6 separate regions of the Mus musculus genome follow, and all the other regions are linked to region 5. The links are chromatin contacts, called in public Hi-C, HiChIP or PLAC-seq and Micro-C maps. All regions are on one chromosome and are shown on one strand. The core of a region is the stretch at or near the end of the contact, and the rest is flanking DNA. Distances in the headings are between cores, read along the strand shown. Region 1 holds the start of Zfp408 (zinc finger protein 408). Region 2 has its middle 18 kb from the start of Slc35c1. Region 3 has its middle 26 kb from the start of Gm13817. Region 4 holds the start of Mapk8ip1 (mitogen-activated protein kinase 8 interacting protein 1). Region 5 has its middle 27 kb from the start of Gm31473. Region 6 holds the start of Ambra1 (autophagy/beclin 1 regulator 1).

Region 1 (2,700 bases), core at 13-2,512, 410 kb after region 5:
TGTACTATGAACTGGGCACAAATTCACCTCACAACTGCACTAGTAGTTCAGCATATGCTATAAAAACCATTTTACAGTTTGAACAAAAAGCGGGGGGAGGGAGGGAGGGAGCAAACTGCTACAGATCATAGAACCCAGACGCAGGATTTTAACCCACAAGTTCCAGTTTGAGGTGTTCTCTAGGTTAAAGTCAACCCCCTCAACAGTGATCTTAAGTGACTGTCGGTCACAAAGTTCACTGGGATCCAAGAGGCGCCACGAAAGGGCAGCCAGACTTCTCAGGGCAAACTGAAGTCACAGTACTTGCTGGTGCTGGAATCAGACTGTTTTGTGACTTTGGAAAAACCCAAATCCTACAAGGCTGCAACTCTAAACTATAATCATGTTTGCATAGAGTCCGAAAACAAACAACGAATGGAGTGTATTTCGTTTCACAAGAAAGTGAGATGAAAGCACGGCCTATCAAGTGACAAGGTGGATCACTTCCCCTGATTTCTAGCTCTCAGTGCTATGCCAGATCTGATCAGGACGACTTCTCCCTCCCTCCCACCGGCTTGCTCTGGCTTGGCCTATGCCTTGCAGAGGGAGGGCAGGAACAAGTCAGAGAAAGTGGCTGTCTTCTCATTGCAGGCGCCGAAATGGGAAAAATCCCGGCAGCGAAGAGACCCAGGCCCTCGGGCCCAATTCCACTCCCGACCCACTGCCTCGGATTTTCCCCTTTCCGACCCAATTCCTTCCGTTGACCAGAGCAGCTCTTCCCCACCACCACGCCCAAAGAGACCCCGCGCTCCGCAGCTCACCTCGTTCCGGCAATGCTTCCTCTGCCACGCCTGTCAAAGCTCGGCAAACATCCGGCTCCGAGATGGGAATGGGAACCGCCCCCTCGGGGGCCCCCAGCTCCCCAACCACTTCCGCCATTTCTTCTACCTACTTCCGGCTTGCTGCCCGGACCAAACAAGGCTTTCTTGGTGCTCCGCCCACTTCCGGCAATCACCTGACAAAATGTGAGGTTAATTAGCCGAGCTGTCCGACTCGCCGCTACCTAAAGTGAGTGAGTTGGGTTCCGCTTTTCCAGATGCAGGAAACTAGCGGGCCTCTGAAATCCTAGGTTCGTATCGCCCATCGGACAGGGTTTTATCTGTCAAGTACTTCCAAACTCCCAGGTCCATCCTTCAATGATGCCTAACCACCCGGATTCTTCCTTGAGCTTAAATTTGAAAATCAAGGACTGTTTCCGGGAGGAACCGGGACAAAAACGCTCACTTCCGGTAGAGGGGAGTGGCGAGAGAATCTCTGTCCCACGATGAAGGAGGTGGAGGAGGTGATCTTGGGGAAAATAGAGCCGCACCGTGAGTGACCTGCGATGTCTGCGACCCTCAGCCCTGGACTAGATGGCCACAGCGTTTTTCTAGTCAGCGCATTCCCTTACATCCCTTTTTCTCTTGAGCCTGGGATCCTGCTCCGGTGCCCTAAGAGACTAGACTCCCTCCCAACCATTCAAGGGCCCTACTAACTAGAACCTTGCTAATCCCTCGGACTCTTGGGTCATAGCTGACCCTGTACCTCTCTTTCCCCAACCCCACGCCTTCATGGACCACTCCTTTACTGCCTTCCCGTCTCCCTGCAGCCCCAGAGCCACCCCTGGGCCAGGATTCAGGATGGAGCCCTTCCGGAAAAGGCTTTGCTCCGGGCCTCAAAGCCTGCCCGCCGGGTACGAGCCCTGCCATCCTTGTTCTAAGGAGCCTCCCCCAGGGCTTGGCCGTGGGCCCCTCGAGATCCAGGAATCAGCACTTGGGGGTCTGGTGTGTAGGAGCACCCCTGCAGCCCGGCCTGCATTGGGGACCTCTGGAAGATGAGTCCGTCCTGGAGAAGGGCGAGGGAATGAAGACACCGCACGAGGAGGTATTGAGGAGTCGGACATCTGTCTGAAAGTTTGGGGGAGGTTCAGACATTTCCGGACAGCTCTTCCAGTTTGTTAGAAGCAGGATATTTTCAAACTCGAGAAATAATTGTCCCTTCATTGCAGCGCTGTCTTGCTCTACCTAAGCAGCAGTAACTAAAGCAGATGCAAAGAAGTTGTGAGAACCTGAATTCCTACTGTGTTGGCAGAGACAAAGGTCAGAAGCTAAGGTTACCAGGATCAGATTCAAACCTGTTAACTAGTTAGCTAAATTACACACCTAATATTACTCACCTGTAAAAGAAAGTTGTGGCTGTTACCGAGATCCTTTGGAAGACCAGAGGACACGATGCAAGCCAAATACGCCTGTGCTTTGTAAGCATTAGTAAGGATTGTTTAAAAGTATTGGTGCTCTTGCAGCGTTTTCTGTTTGGTATTTGCTGAAAGGCTGTGCTGTTTAGAGCTTTCCACACCTTTAAGGAGAGGTGAGTGGACTCTCTGGTCTTCACTGACTGAAGATATAAAACAGCACCATAGAACTGGGCGCGGTGGCACACGCCTTTAATCCCAGCACTGGGTGGGAGGGGGGCGGGGGGAGGCAGACGCAGAGGCAGGCGGATTTCTGAGTTCGAGGCCAGCTTGGTCTACAGAGTTAGTGCCAGGACAACCAGGGCTACACAGAGAAACCATGTCTTGAAAAACCAAAAAAAAAAAAAAAAAAAAAAAACAAACCACACAGCACCATAGTGTAGAGGCAACCTCAGAGGCTGCTGCTAGCCTTAGAGTTTCATCTTATGAAA
Region 2 (2,769 bases), core at 48-2,547, 420 kb before region 5:
GTAGGCGGGAAATAGAGAAAGAAGTAAAACCTAAAACGTACACAGTGATATGTTAAGAAAATTCTGTTTGAACTAGTGTGCCTCTGTGTGTGTGTGTGTGTGTGTGTGTGTGTGTGTGTGTGTGTGTGTAAGAGAGAGAGAAAGCATGTGTGTGTGTGAGAGAGAGAGATGAGAGATTGTATGTGTGTGTGTGTGTGTGTGTGTACTCTAGCACATGTATATGTGCATGCATCTGGGCCAATGTCAATGTCATGGCCTCCTCGGGAGCCATCTGCCTTGGGTTTTAGAAACAAGGTCCTGGAATTCAACAATAAGGCTAGGGTAGCCAACCAGTGAGAGCCAGGGATGCTTCCATCTGTGTGTCCCCAGGGCTGGGGTTACACACATGCACAGCCTTGCTCAGCTCCTCTACATTGGTTCTAGGGGTGAAAACTTGAGTCCTCATCTTTACAGGATAACTACTTTGCCAACTGAGCCATCTCCCTGGCCCTCAACCAACTTTTTATTTTTTAAAAAAGCTGTACTTAATTTAATTATGTATATATATATATATATATATATATATATATATGTGCGTGTGTGTCTGTGTCTGTGTCTGTGTGTCTGTGTGGGGGTATGCACACATGAGTGTGGGTGCCCAAAGAGGACATAAGAGGAGTTGAATTCCCCTGAGCTGGAGTTCCAGTTAAGCTGCCCAACTTAAATGCCGAAAACTAAACTCTGGTCCTCTGAAAGAATAGGAATTGATCTTCCCTACTGAGCTATTTCTCCATCCCCTTTCTTAAATATCAGTCTCACTGAAACATAACTACGTACAGGTTCATAACTGTAGAACTGAAGCTCTGAAATTTTTATTTATCCGTGCAATAACAGCACAGCCAAAACAGTAATGGACATGGAAGATGACGAAACAGGAAACATTTCATCACTCCAGAAAGTTCCCTGATTCACTTGGTGATCAGCCTCAGCCACCCCAGTCAACTCAGGGTTGTGTATTTATGTATTCTAGAATTTTGTATAAACGTTGCACTTTTTGGTGTCTTGTTACCCTTCACTTGATAAAATACTTTGCTGTGTTTTATGTGTATGAATGTTTTGCTTGTATGTGTGTCTATGAAGCACATGCGTGCAGCGCCCTCTGTCCTTGGGAAGAACAGCCGGTCCTCCTAACCACTGAGCCATCTCTCCAACCCTACTGAGCTATTTTTGAGTTCCACCCACCTCTCTGTTTGAAGGAACAGCATTTCTGGCTTATTCACTGGTGTGCTCATTAGATTATCAACAGTGTTCAGCTGCTGGAACGTCCGGATCACAGCAGCCAATGGCATTCCATCAGAGGAACACGCCACACCGCACTGCCCCACCTCCTTCTGAAGGGCCCCAGGACTGCCTCCATATTTTCTGTTTGGAACAAAGCTGCTCTACTTTTTGTTCCAGGGGTTTAGGGTGAATGCAATTTTCCAACCCCTTCTATAAATACTGAAAAAGAGTGCTGGGTTGTCCCCGCAGTGGGTGACTATGGAGAGACAGCAACAGGCAGCTTGCCAACTTTGTCACCAGGGCTGTGTGGGGAGTCCAGCTGCCCCACTCCCACTCCCACTCCAAGACGTGTTCTGTAACTTTAGCCTTTTGTTTTTCTTTCTCTAAAGTCAAGACACTGCGTCTCCCTGTTTATCCAGATTGTTTCTGCACTAGCAATCAGCTTGCTTCTGAACACCGTGTGACTCCAATGTGCATTTATGCACGCACCAAGGCATGCCTGTGAGAACATTTCCAGGCTCCTCCTGCACCTAAGTTGTCGGGTTGGGCACTGCTCTTGCACAGGAACTGAACCCCTCAATTCAAACCTATTTCCCAAATCTCAAAGATGGACGGTAAGCCCTGCCCATGAAAACCAAACCATCAACTTTTCAGGATCCATGAAAAAAAATTGGGGTCCAGGGTGGTAGCTTTTAATCTCAGGCCCCAAGAGACAGAAGCAGGCAAATCTCTGTGAACTGAGGCCAGCCTAGTCTACAGAGTAAGTTCCAGGTCAGACCTATGTAGTAGGTCCTTACGTAAAAAACAAAAAAGAAAAGAAAAAAGAAAAGGATAGAAAGAAAGAAAGAAAGAAAGAAAGAAAGAAAGAAAGAAAGAAAGAAAGAAAGAAAGAAAGAAAGAAAGAGAGGGGGAGGGAGGGAGGGAGGGAGGGAGGGAGGGAGGGAGGGAGGAAAGAAGGAAGGAAGGAAGGAAGGAAGGAAGGAAGGAAGGAAGGAAGGAAGGAAGGAAAAGAAATCAAGTTTGATAATTTGGATTTTATTAAAAATTTGGATTTCAATTTTTAAAAAATTCACTTGTATTCCCTGAAAATGGTACTGTTAATATAATCAGAAAAGAATGAAAACCTGGCAGAGTGGTTCATACCTGTCCCTGATCCTAGCACTCGGGAGGCTTAGCCAGGATGATTGTGAAAAAGTATAACGTAAAAACAAAATTCTAGGCCTTTAGGCCCAGGCTTGAGAATGTGACCTTTGTGACTCAATGCTCCAAGGCATGCTAATCATAAAACAGATAGCGACATTCCTCCACCCACTCGCTTCCTGGGTTCAGGGAGTGTTCTTTCAAAGAAAGTCACCCTGACCCACCCAGATTGCTGGAACCCGCTATGCAAAGGTGCTATTGTTTGAGGCTCCTAGAAAACTGTCTTGACTTTCCAGTTCCTCGTGACTCTAAACTGATATTTTTGGTATTTTCCAACAACGCCCTCCCCACCTCCTTGAGTTGTGGTTT
Region 3 (2,710 bases), core at 33-2,532, 460 kb before region 5:
GCATTTTCTCAATTAGTGATCAAGGGGGAAAGGCCCCCTGTGGGTGGGACCCTCTCTGGGCTGGTAGTCTTCGTTCTTAAGAGAGCAGGCTGGGCAAGCCAGTAAAGAACATCCCTCCATGGCCTCTGCATTGACTCCTGTTTTCTGACCTGCTTAAGTTCCAGTCCTGACTTCCTTGGTGATGAACAGCAGTATGGAAGTGTAAGCCGAATAAACCCTTTCCTCCCCAACTTGCTTCTTGGTCATGATGTTTGTGCAGGAATAGAAACCCTGACTAAGACAGCTTCCAACAGCCCCTTCACAGTCTTAAATGTTTTGTTATTGTTTTGAAATCTTTTCTGTATTTTGTTTGTCTGTTTGTTTGAAGGAGAGTGCCTATCAGCTTCATCAGACCACTGAATACTGCCCATAGCTCAAAAATAGCTAAGACCCCTTCCTACCTTGGACAACAGACAGTCTGTGAGGACAGAGGAGAGGGGTGCTGGTGATGCCGTGTGCACCCCTCCCTGCCCTGTTAGAGTGTTCACGGTGAGACTGAGCAAGGCAGTGTGACTGAGATAACAGGAGACATCAGGGAGGCACGAGCCTGCCTCTGTCTTAGACCTTCTCTAACCCAGAGAATTTCTCCTGGCTCTCACCTCACCTCTCCCTGCAGGGTGGATCCAGAACTCTGAGGGGAGGGCAGAAAACTCAGCCTAGACAGATGGACATGTCCTCCAGAGATCAGTGATGAGGCCATCCACACTACTTTGGAGGAGATGTTCTGTGCCATTTTGGGTTCTCAGGAGAATCTAACTGGTTAACTGAAGCCTCTCCGTTGTTATTTTTGGTCTTCTCTTGTTTTTGTAAGACAGGTTCTGCTGTAGCCCAAGCTGACCTCAAAACTTCCTCTGTAGCTAAATCTAACCTTGAACTTGTGATCCTCCTGTTGCAGGAATCTCTCTGGAGTAAGCTTTTTGTGGTCAGGTTAAGAGCAACAACCCATTGTTTCAGCCATTTCTCCAGGTTATTCTCTTCCCGGTAACAAGTGACGTCATGCTTGGAAAAGAGTGGTACAAGCAGTGCCCTAGGTAAATCAATAAATCAAAGGCCAATAATAATTGGCCTTCCCAACCTTACTGGGATCACAGGCATGTGATGCTGCACAGGATCTAGTTAATACCAAGAATCTCTTTTAGAAAAAGAAAACATGATAGTGACAATGTTCCCTCCCAAACATTCCAAGAACAACAAGGGAGTGACCGAATGCCGGGGACAGCGAGGCCACTGATGAGATCAGAGGGTGTGGGGTGTTTCTAGTCAAGCTGAACTTTGATGGGGAGATGGTAACGGAGGAGGGAGGAGCAGGGAACGCCAGAGCTTCAGTCCCCACTGGCAAGAGTCAGAAGACAGTCCCAGAGACAAAGGGTTTGGCTATTTTAGCGTTGAAGTGAGGTCAAGACCTCCCAGGAGACACAACCTGCCTCATCCCCTGCAGGCTTAAGAGAATTCCAAGGAGATGTGGAGTTCCCCTCGGAGGGGAAGTTAAGGGAGATGGAATTTAGAGATGGGAATTCAGCAAGGGAACAATACACAATGGTGGTCATACAGGGCCTCAGAAAGTCATCTGAGATCAAAAAGACCGACCAGCAGGATTCAGAGAATACTTGGCAGATAAAGGCACTTGCTGCCACGTTCAGTGACCTGAATTGGATTCCCAGGACTCTTTGTAGACCATGAGAACTGAAGCAAGGTGGTAGTGGTATACACCTTTAATCCCAGCCCTCAGGAGGCAGAGGCAGAGGCAGAGGCAGGTGGATCTCTGAGTATGAGGTCAGCCTGGTCTACAGAGTGAGTTCCAGGACAGTGAAGGCTACCCTGTCTCACAAAACCAAGGAAGAGAGAGAGAGAGAGAGAGAGAGAGAGAGAGAGAGAGAGAGAGAGAACTGACTCTTGCAAGTTGTCCACTGGCCTCAAGCACTCCATATCATTTGTGTGCCCATACTTATGCTCCATACATGTGGGTGCTGCAACCCCTGGGTGGGACCTGGAGGTCAGTGAGGAATTCTTCCACACCACCCTGTAGTATGAATGTCCATGTCTGCTGGCATGGCACACTGTAGCATGACACAAGGTAGCGGATTCTAACAAACTAGTGAGCCTCAGGTTGGGCCCTCATCTACACTGAAGTCCATTTGGGGACTGGCAGCCTAGCACCTCCCCATAGTGACAATGGGATGGTTGGTGTATTAGTCAGGGTTCTCTAGAGTCACAGAACTTATGGATAGTCTCTATATAGTAAAGGAATTTATTGATGACTTAGAGTCTGCAGTCCAATTCCCAACAATGGTTCAGTAGTAGCTGTGAATAGAAGTCAAAGGATCTAGCAGTTACTCAGTCCCACACTGCAAGCAGGCAAGGGAGCAAGAATGAGACTCCCTTCTTCCAATGTCCTTATATGGTCTCCAGCAGAAGGTGTAGCCCAGATTAAAGGTGTGTTCCACCACACCTTTAATCTCAGATGACCTTGAACTCGGAGATTTAATCTTCTGGAATCCATAGCCACTATGCCTCAAGATCTCCATACCAAGATCCAGATCATAAACTTCTATCTCCTAGCCTCCAGATAAGGGTCACTGGTGAGCCTTCCAATTCTGGATTGTAGTTCATTCCAAATATAGTCAAGTTGACAACCAGGAATAGCCACTATAGCTGGCTACTCCAGAACTCA
Region 4 (2,700 bases), core at 80-2,579, 350 kb before region 5:
GCCAGAGGTGACCTGGCAGGGAGGCTCTCTGAGCCACCAAAAACGGGGACTCGAGTCTTGGTAAACGGTGTTGTGTGAGAAAACCCAATAGAGAACCAGGAAGAAAGCACAGCTAGACCCAGAGTGGGTGCAAGGAACAGAAGCAACCACAAAGCTCTCAAGAATCCGGCCCTGGGGATGAGGAAGGTCCTAGGCCTTAGGGTAGGAGAAGCCAGTTCAGGACTGTGTGAGTGCAAAAGGGGTGCTAGATAGAAAACGCAGTGGGAAGACAGGTGCTGAGAACTGGGCACAGGAGTTCACACTAATCCCCCAGTTTAGCAGGAGACTCAAGAAGATTGTCATCAGTTCTTAGTCAGCTGAGGCTACATGGTAACTTCCAGGACAAACTGGAAATGAAAGAAAAACAAGTGATGGGGTAGTCCTGGCATACAGAGGCTTCACAGGGCTAAGAAACCAAAAGCATCACTCAGGTTATCAGGGGTGGTCAGGGCTCAAGGGGGTCTTTGCTGAAGGAGGCAGAGGCAGGAGGATCACGAGTTGGAGGCCAGCTTGGGCTACACATTTTTAGGCCGGGCATGGTGGCGCACGCCTTTAATCCCAGCACTTGGGAGGCAGAGGCAGGCGGATTTCTGAGTTCGAGGCCAGCCTGGTCTACAGAGTGAGTTCCAGGGCTATACAGAGAAACCCTGTCTCAAAAATCAAAACAAAACTAAAGGGTGGGTCTTGATAGAGGTGGCCTTCAGAGATTTCTGCGGGAGGTGATCCCAGTGCACAGGTGGGTGTTCCCAGCTCCCAGGGACAAGTATTTCTATCGTTTTTCTTCCTCCCCATGCTCATGGAGGGCTCATATTCCATTTCACACATGGGAAAGACAAGCCTTGGAACTATGAGGTCACTAATGCAATTCTCCACTGCCTGTTCACTTGTGGAACCAAGCTGTGGTCTTAGGTCACCTGGCCCCATAGCTGACTGCTCTTGGACCCCACTCCACCACCATCTCTCCTTTCTCAGCCATCTTCTGTAACCCTTTTCCTACCCCAGTTGCTGTGGAAGGCCAAAGACGGACTTGGGGAGCAGGATCTTGCCATCCGCTGATGCCCTCGATCTAGGTCCAGCTCTGAGGAGAGCAAAGCTTTGCCAGTGCTTGGAATGTCCCTGGGATGTGTAGGGAGGCCGAGGGGACCCAGGGCCACGGGATCGAAGCGTCAGCACTTCGGAGAGCGCCGGGGCGGGGCGGGGCGGGGGCGGGGCCACAAGACCCCAGCCGGCCCGGGGGCGCGCGCGGGGCGCTCTCGCGGGGGCCGCAGGCGAAGCGGCGCGCTGTCCGGAGCCGCGCCCGCCCCAGCTCAGTCCGAACCCCGCGGCGGCGGCGGCCTCCTCCACGCGCCTCCGCTGCTGCCGCCGCCGCCGCCGCCGCCGCCTCCCGCGCCGCTCTCCGCCCGGATGGCCAGGGCTGCACCCCGGAATGGCGGAGCGAGAGAGCGGCCTGGGCGGGGGCGCCGCGTCCCCACCGGCCGCTTCCCCATTCCTGGGACTGCACATCGCGTCGCCTCCCAATTTCAGGTAAGGATCGAGGCCCGGAACCTCGGGATCCTTGGAGACCCTGAGGGCGGCGTCCTTTCCCGGCCGAGCCCCCAGCCCCCACAACCTCCAGTCCAGGTTGGTGGCCACCGCGTGGCCCCCCGCAGCTCCTTCTGCCATTCCGTGTCATGGGGTGGGGTGATTGAGGTGGATCTGGGGCAGGAACCTGGGAGGTCGCCTTTCCCCTCCACCTTGGCGGGAGTGGGTCTGGGGTTTGGATGGAATTCCCGGTGCAGCAATCCGCCCAGACTTTATCCTGCCGCGTTCAAGGTATCTAACCCAAGGTGGAAGTAGGCTAAGGGGTTGGGGGCCCAGAGGCCCCAATTCAAAACCCTTGGTCCTTTAAGAAGAGTCGTGAACCCCTCTCCCAGCTAGCTTGGCCAGATGGGTCAGATTGCTAGGCGATCTTGGACAGGGTCTTCTGAATTTGGGCAGCTCCCTGGTCAGTTGTATCTCAGGACAGGTGCAGAAGGATTGGCCTCAACCAGTGAAACCCAATTTGCTTGAGGGAGGGGAATCTGCCTGTGGATATCCAGGGATACTGTTGGGGGGTCCCCACTGTGTAAAGACTCAGGACACCGAACTGAGCTCCTCTTTGACCCACCCCTCCATCTGATGTTAGACCAGGTGAATGAATTTCAGAGATGTAAGGCATGATGTGTTGAACCGGTGACTGTCCTCTCTTCACCTTTTCACACACATACACACATACACACACACACACACACACACACACACACACACACACACACACACAGAGAGAGAGAGAGAGAGAGAGAGAGAGAGTGACGAAGAAGAGAAGGGTGTCACTGCTCCAGAATGTAGAAGCTGAGACATACCTCATTGTTTCCCCATCAGGAGCAGGCGCCTTTCTCTCTCCTGGGACCCTTGCTCCAGCCAGGCCCCAGCTGGGCTCTGGCGCCAAGTTGTCATCTATTGAAGGGGTCTCTAGCTCCCAGGTCCTCAGGTGGGCAGACACACACACACACACACACACACACACACACACAGACACACACACACACACACACACACACACACACACACACACACACACACACACGATCTTAAATGGTATGATCAGGCCCTGAATCCTCCAAGGAGGCCCTAAACCCAGCT
Region 5 (2,700 bases), core at 38-2,537:
TTATGAAGCACGACTTACAATGAAAATCCCAAACTGACACAGTACTCCGCTGCTGACAGGAAAATGCTACTTTAAACAGCATTGACTGCTGGGACACGCTTCCTAAATTCATTTTTAAAAAATATGCATCTTAGAATTAAGTGAGTCACAATAATCAGGGGAAGAAAGAAGACAGGGTTTTTGTTAACTCTCAAGATTGTTCAATCAAAACAGACTTTCACCATCCACACCCTAAAAAAGACAGAATATGTAAGGTAAAATGCCAGGTCCCCCCCCCCCCACTTTTCTGGAAAATCCATTAACATTGAATGATCTTGGCCTTGACCTATTTTAAAAAATGAAAAGAATTGAAGGTAAGAATGAGACTGTCTCTGAAAACGGGTGGATTCCTAATCTGTGCTGGGATTGGCAGCCAGAGATGTGCACGCGCCAGCGATGCTCCTGAGCTACTACATCCCCAGACCTCTGAGTGTTCTTAAAATTCCACCCCCGAGACTGCCCCAACCCTTCTAGATGAACACCATTTCCTTCCCTTTGAGGAAGGCAGCGGAACTAGACCTGGAAGAGTGAGGGAGAAGCGAAAAACAAATTTTTCTGCAGCTCACACATGCTATAGCCAGTCGAGTCAAGGACACTATATATGGGCGCCGCCTAGGTGTGAATGTGCGGTCCTGCATTCTGTTTGAGGCCCAAATCTCCAGCACACTGCGGTATGCCCTAAGACCGATATATCGTCCTACAGAGATGTTTCCATCCAGAGGGCCTCCTCCCTAGCTCAGGGTCTTCTGCATGTTCAGCTGCTCGGGGTACAGAGCTGGAAACTCTCCCGGTGCATTCCTGCTGGGAGCTCGCCAAGCCCATTGGGGAAACGTCTGCAACGCTTAGTCTGGGGAAATGAGTTTTGCACTTTCACAGAGTGTGAAATTCCTCAGGGGCATTCTTGTACTCGGAAAGAGAAATCAAACCCAGCTCTTTCCTTCAGGGTCCTTGCGGTTAAGAAAGTAAGTCGAATACAGATCAGTCTGTGGCCAGCGGTGCATGGGGACAGGAGCAACAGAGCTATCTGGCTCACAAGCTTGAGATTTTAGGAGCTTGTGTTGCAGGCGGGTAGACATAGGGAGGGGCAACCAATGCGCCTAAACCACCAAGAAGGAGCTCAAAACTGCGCTATCTTCCTAGAAACCTTGGCGGCGCGGCCCGCTGCTTGCTGTCTGATGCAACAGTTTGCAACGCGGTTCTGGGAGTGGAGGCCTGTGGTGCGGCACTCGGGCCGCTGACGCGCATGCGCCGGCTGTGTCCTGCCCCGCCCCGCGGCGGGAATCTTTTCACCAGATGTGCGGGGCGGGGATGGAGGCGGGGCCGGAGGCGCGAAGACCTTTTGGCAGATCGCGCTTGCGATCTGAGCCGAATTAGAGTTCTTCGCAGGCATTGGCTGACTGACCCAGTGATCCAAAAAAAATCACCCCAAAGGAGCCTGGAGAGAGAAGTTAAAGAGCTAGCTGGCTTTTGAGTCGACCTCCCTTCCCGAGCCTCCGGATTTCTGCTGCTGTCCCACCTATCCTGCCCTGAACATTTTCTTTGCAGGAGGGAACATGTCACATCAATATGTTCTGCCTTTCAGATGTCTGACGATCCAGATGAAGACGATTGTCTTCCATATACACATTCCTCCGGTATTATAGATTGTAACTGACTTCTATTTTATTAACTGTTTCTCTAAATTAACTTTAAATCGATTCTCTTTTTATGTACCCTTGCCTCAAGAGATAACATTAGAGAAACCATAGCCTGAAAATAAGCTCAGAACTATTCAAATAAAAATGTTTGTTGTTGTTAGCTAAAGTTGTCTTATCTACCGCATTGGGGGTGTCTGGAGGTAATAATAGCCATTGTGCTAAGGTTTGTCAATGTTAGCAGAACTACTCGAAGCATTGTACACCTTCTACGGTCTCCTGATGCCCAAGGAAGTGGATGTTCTCTGGGAAGCCCAGAGAAGTTAAGCAATTTGCTTGAGATCACAAAACTAGAGACGAAGTCCACTAGCCTGATGATTCTAAAACCTCCTTTCAAAAGCCCAATGCAAGAAGGACCCAAAGATTTCTCCCAATCCCACCCCTCTTTTTAAAACAGGCACAAATGTCAGGGTCTGGATGAAGACCTCCAAAAATCTATTGTCAAGGGAATAGTGGCATAGGACGGAGGGGGTTAGCCCAACCAAGGTTCTGTACTGATTCTGCTGTTAAGAGCTTGGGCCTTTTGTTGCCTTAACCGAGGAATCGTCCACAGCAGAATTTTCTTTCTTTCTTTTTAAAAGATTAGTTATCTAATCAATCATACCTTCACACAATTTAGTTTATTTTTGGTGTGTGTGTTGTCTGTATGTATGTCTGTCCCAGACGAGGATAAGCTGCCGCTGGATGACCACCCAGGCGTTTAAATCATTTGGAATTAAACTCCAGAAATACACCTTTAACTTATCTTTAGAACTGTTCCCACAATTCTTTCCAAAATTCGCCTCACACAGCCTTCTCCCTGGTCCCTGACTGCTTGGAAATCCCATAGGTGCTTCCAGTTAATCCATGCCTTACTGCCTACACCTCCCCTTTACCTGGCAAGGGTTGGGACATGGCTATCCATCTTTGCTTTTTCATTTTCCTCTCTGAACCAAAGTAACCCATAAATATATGATTTCTCCAAGAA
Region 6 (2,700 bases), core at 129-2,628, 330 kb after region 5:
TGAAGACAGCTACAGTATACTTACATATAATAAATAAATCTTTAAAAAAAAAAGAGAGAAACAGTAAAGTTCACAAATGATTCATCTTCAATTATGTTTGAATAATTTCTACACAGACTTTTGAACTCTTGAATAAAATGACTAAATCACTAACCAAATAAAAAAAAGTTTCAAAAGAGATTCCTTGGATTCCCTCCTAGAAAAGACCTCCACAAGACAAGAACCTGAATTCAAAGTCTTAACCATCTTAAGCATCTTCCATCTTGCACTAAGTACTTAACACCATAGCAGAAAGTTTCAGAACAAGCTGAAGAGTGGAATCAGTATTAATCAGAAGTAAAGTGGAAGTAAACAAATTATTTATGAGTAAACAAAACTAAACTATCCTTACTACTTTTGCTAAAACGATACAAACTTCGAAAAAGCAAACCCAGTCAAAAACATCACTTGCTCCCTTAATGTCTGAAGCCTCCAGTAACACAATATATGTTTCTAAGAAAGAAGAGTTCCAAAAAGTCAAATGAGAGACTGTTAAGTAAAAAGTGACCAGTAAAATGGGAGAATTGTGAACTGTTAAAGACAAAAAAAAAAAAAAAAAAAAAAAAAAAAGAACCTTACAGCACATTTAATGATCTGTCGAGGTCACAGGGAAAAGTCACGTCCCCTACCTCAGCCTCGGTTTCCCTACCCCAAAAGACTATAAGTGATATTTCGTTCCTAGGAGCTGGAGGGCCTAGTTTCAATAGCCTCCACCTACTCAAAAGGGCACTCCGAGGCTGAACTCAGTAGGGGTCCCCAGTGCAACTGAGCATGACATCCGGAACCGGAGTTGTAGGAAAGGAGAAAGGGAATAGGGTCTAAGAAAGCCAAGTTCCTACAATCTAGGGGTGACGACACGCGTCCAGGACCCGACATCCCCTCTCTACGGAACCCGGCCGGCAGCTTCAGCATCTCTCCCTCCTTCCGGCTTCTCGCTCAGTTCCGGGCCGCCCTCCGGCCGCGCCCCCGGGCGCAACCCCCTTCACAACGCGCACCCCGGCGGGCCGCGCGCTCGCCCACCGGCCGGCGCTAAGGTCTCCTCCTGCCTTGGGCGGAAGGATGCGGGACCGGGCCTCCCAGGCTCCTCCCGGGCCTACCTGCGAGGAGAGTGAGAGCTCGGCCCGAAAGCCAGCGAGCGCACGGAGCCACGGACGGAAGGCGGGGAGAGGCCGAAGAAAGCGAGGGGTCCGCTCGACCGACCAGCGGAAGAAAGCGGCCAGAGCCCGGGGCCTCCGGGATAACTCAGTCCAGGACCTGGCACAGCCGCCGCCGCTCCGGAGACATCAACCAAGAAGACGCCGCAAAAGATCATCGAACACACGAACGCCCAGACATCAAAGGAAGAGCGCCCCAGCAATCGTTCAAGGCACTGCAGCCGAGTGCCGAAACATTGCTCAGCTCCTGCTGCAAATCCGGCTGCCTTCCTAGGCATAAATAAACAAATCCAGATCATTAAACTATAGCGTAGAGTAGGCTGGGATTCTGCCATTTTCTGTTGGTGACAGAGTGTTAAAGTAATTTAGAGAACTAAATTTTTGAGACAGGAGCACGCTTGTAATCCCTGCTTTTTTTTTTTTTTCCTGGTACTTTTTTTTTTTATTACGTATTTTCCTCAATTACATTTCCAATGCTATCCCAAAAGTCCCCCACACCCTCCCCCCGTAGTCCCTGCATTTTAGGAAAGGAGGCATGAGGATTTGGAGTTCAAAGTCATAGTCAGTTAAGCACAAGGCCAAACTGGACTATATGAGACCTTGGTGGTTTTTTTTTTTTGTTGTTTTTTTGTTTTTTTTTTTTTTTTTTTTTTTTTTTTTGGTTGGTTGGTTGGTTTGGCTAGGTTTTGGTTTTTGTTTTGTTTTTTGAGTGTGTGGTTTTCGAGACAGGGTTTCCCAAGTGCTGGGATTAAAGGCATGCGCCACCAAAGACCTTGTTTTAAGTGAAAAAGGAATTAGCCTTTTGTGAGCACATTGATTGAAGATAAATCATAGCAGAATAAAGCTCGTCTTAATAGTTCAACGACTGCCGTACACTTAGAGACTTCTCACACTACTTGTCCCAGTTGAACAAATGACTTTACCACTTTATTCTTGGTTTCCCCTCAGAGCTGAAGAACAATCGCTATGAATGCTCCAGGTCAGCTTTAGAAGAATATCCAAGAGAAAATGGCACACCTTAATGTGGGAAGGGAAAGTTCCTGTACCTTGTTTTTAAATTTTTATTCTTTGGTTTTGTTTTGCCAGACAAGGCTTCTCTCTGTGTACCCTTGGCTGTCCTGGAACTGGTTCTGTAGACCAGGCTGACCTCCAACTCACAAAGATTTGCCTGCCTCTGCCTCCGGAGTGCTGGGATTAAAGGTGAACACCACAACCTCCCAGCCTATTCTATTCTTTCTCAAAAAAAAAACCACTTACTTCTCTTTTATTTTCTTCCAAGGATCTAAAGCCACAGTCCACAGTGTGCTTTTAGTTAGCTTCGTAGCTAGTTCACTAAATAGTTTTTAGAGACAGGATTTTGTGTGGCACACACACTGGTCTTGAACTCTGTGTATCCAAGAATGGCTTTGAAATTCTGATGTGCTTGCCTTCCTGTTCCACATTTGCAGTGTGCCTGAGGGAGTGTGAGAGACTGCAGTGGAGGCTCACACTCTATAGCTTGGCTGGC

The links. A called contact is a pair of places that touch in the nucleus more often than the background predicts. HiChIP or PLAC-seq counts read pairs in DNA pulled down with a chosen protein or histone mark.
Region 1: a Hi-C map of regulatory T cells shows a contact between it and region 5, with 4 times the contacts expected there. The contact joins the promoter of Zfp408 here to the enhancer-like site in region 5. A contact is called at or near these places in 1 of 39 promoter capture datasets (pre-B cells), 2 of 484 Hi-C or Micro-C datasets (embryonic stem cells and regulatory T cells), 1 of 115 datasets of contacts at active chromatin or transcription factors (memory CD8 T cells) and 2 of 9 other capture datasets (adipose tissue and liver).
Region 2: a contact with region 5 is called in an H3K4me3 HiChIP or PLAC-seq map of bone marrow-derived macrophages, with 4 times the contacts expected there. The contact joins two enhancer-like sites. A contact is called at or near these places in 4 of 39 promoter capture datasets (embryonic stem cells, hippocampal neurons, pre-B cells and 1 more), 1 of 15 datasets of contacts at CTCF or cohesin (pro-B cells), 2 of 484 Hi-C or Micro-C datasets (the N1E-115 cell line and large pre-B cells), 10 of 115 datasets of contacts at active chromatin or transcription factors (bone marrow-derived macrophages, embryonic stem cells, extraembryonic endoderm stem cells and 4 more) and 2 of 9 other capture datasets (adipose tissue and embryonic stem cells).
Region 3: a contact with region 5 is called in an H3K27ac HiChIP or PLAC-seq map of extraembryonic endoderm stem cells. The contact joins two enhancer-like sites. A contact is called at or near these places in 3 of 115 datasets of contacts at active chromatin or transcription factors (embryonic stem cells, extraembryonic endoderm stem cells and large pre-B cells).
Region 4: a contact with region 5 is called in an H3K4me3 HiChIP or PLAC-seq map of forebrain, with 2.7 times the contacts expected there. The contact joins the promoter of Mapk8ip1 here to the enhancer-like site in region 5. A contact is called at or near these places in 7 of 115 datasets of contacts at active chromatin or transcription factors (bone marrow-derived macrophages, embryonic forebrain, embryonic stem cells and 2 more) and 2 of 9 other capture datasets (adipose tissue and embryonic stem cells).
Region 6: a Micro-C map of embryonic stem cells shows a contact between it and region 5, with 4 times the contacts expected there. The contact joins the promoter of Ambra1 here to the enhancer-like site in region 5. A contact is called at or near these places in 1 of 39 promoter capture datasets (hippocampal neurons), 3 of 484 Hi-C or Micro-C datasets (embryonic stem cells and forebrain), 1 of 115 datasets of contacts at active chromatin or transcription factors (astrocytes) and 2 of 9 other capture datasets (adipose tissue and liver).

Annotation. Positions count from the first base shown.
Region 1 is chr2:91,648,353-91,651,052 of GRCm38.p6, reverse strand. It overlaps Zfp408 (zinc finger protein 408), which reads left to right and starts at 1,262. Exons shown (of 5, transcript NM_001347175.2): 1 at 1,262-1,349; 2 at 1,628-1,902. The coding sequence starts at 1,304. It overlaps Arhgap1 (Rho GTPase activating protein 1), which reads right to left and starts at 935. Exons shown (of 14, transcript NM_001359970.1): 1 at 801-935.
Region 2 is chr2:92,476,654-92,479,422 of GRCm38.p6, reverse strand. No RefSeq gene overlaps it. Among named protein-coding and RNA genes, the nearest start is that of Slc35c1, 18 kb to the right of the region's middle. Within about 2 kb of position 1,297, at least 36 of the 459 cell types and tissues checked have an H3K27ac peak or open chromatin away from gene starts, as enhancers often do. A contact at or near this core is called in adipose tissue and bone marrow-derived macrophages, where this site is marked.
Region 3 is chr2:92,513,738-92,516,447 of GRCm38.p6, reverse strand. No RefSeq gene overlaps it. Among named protein-coding and RNA genes, the nearest start is that of Gm13817, 26 kb to the left of the region's middle. Within about 2 kb of position 1,282, at least 14 of the 459 cell types and tissues checked have an H3K27ac peak or open chromatin away from gene starts, as enhancers often do. A contact at or near this core is called in extraembryonic endoderm stem cells, where this site is marked.
Region 4 is chr2:92,399,892-92,402,591 of GRCm38.p6, reverse strand. It overlaps Mapk8ip1 (mitogen-activated protein kinase 8 interacting protein 1), which reads left to right and starts at 1,329. Exons shown (of 12, transcript NM_011162.5): 1 at 1,329-1,563. The coding sequence starts at 1,466.
Region 5 is chr2:92,054,123-92,056,822 of GRCm38.p6, reverse strand. No RefSeq gene overlaps it. Among named protein-coding and RNA genes, the nearest start is that of Gm31473, 27 kb to the right of the region's middle. Within about 2 kb of position 1,287, at least 280 of the 459 cell types and tissues checked have an H3K27ac peak or open chromatin away from gene starts, as enhancers often do. A contact at or near this core is called in adipose tissue, astrocytes, bone marrow-derived macrophages and 7 more, where this site is marked.
Region 6 is chr2:91,728,816-91,731,515 of GRCm38.p6, reverse strand. It overlaps Ambra1 (autophagy/beclin 1 regulator 1), which reads right to left and starts at 1,378. Exons shown (of 18, transcript NM_172669.3): 1 at 1,137-1,378.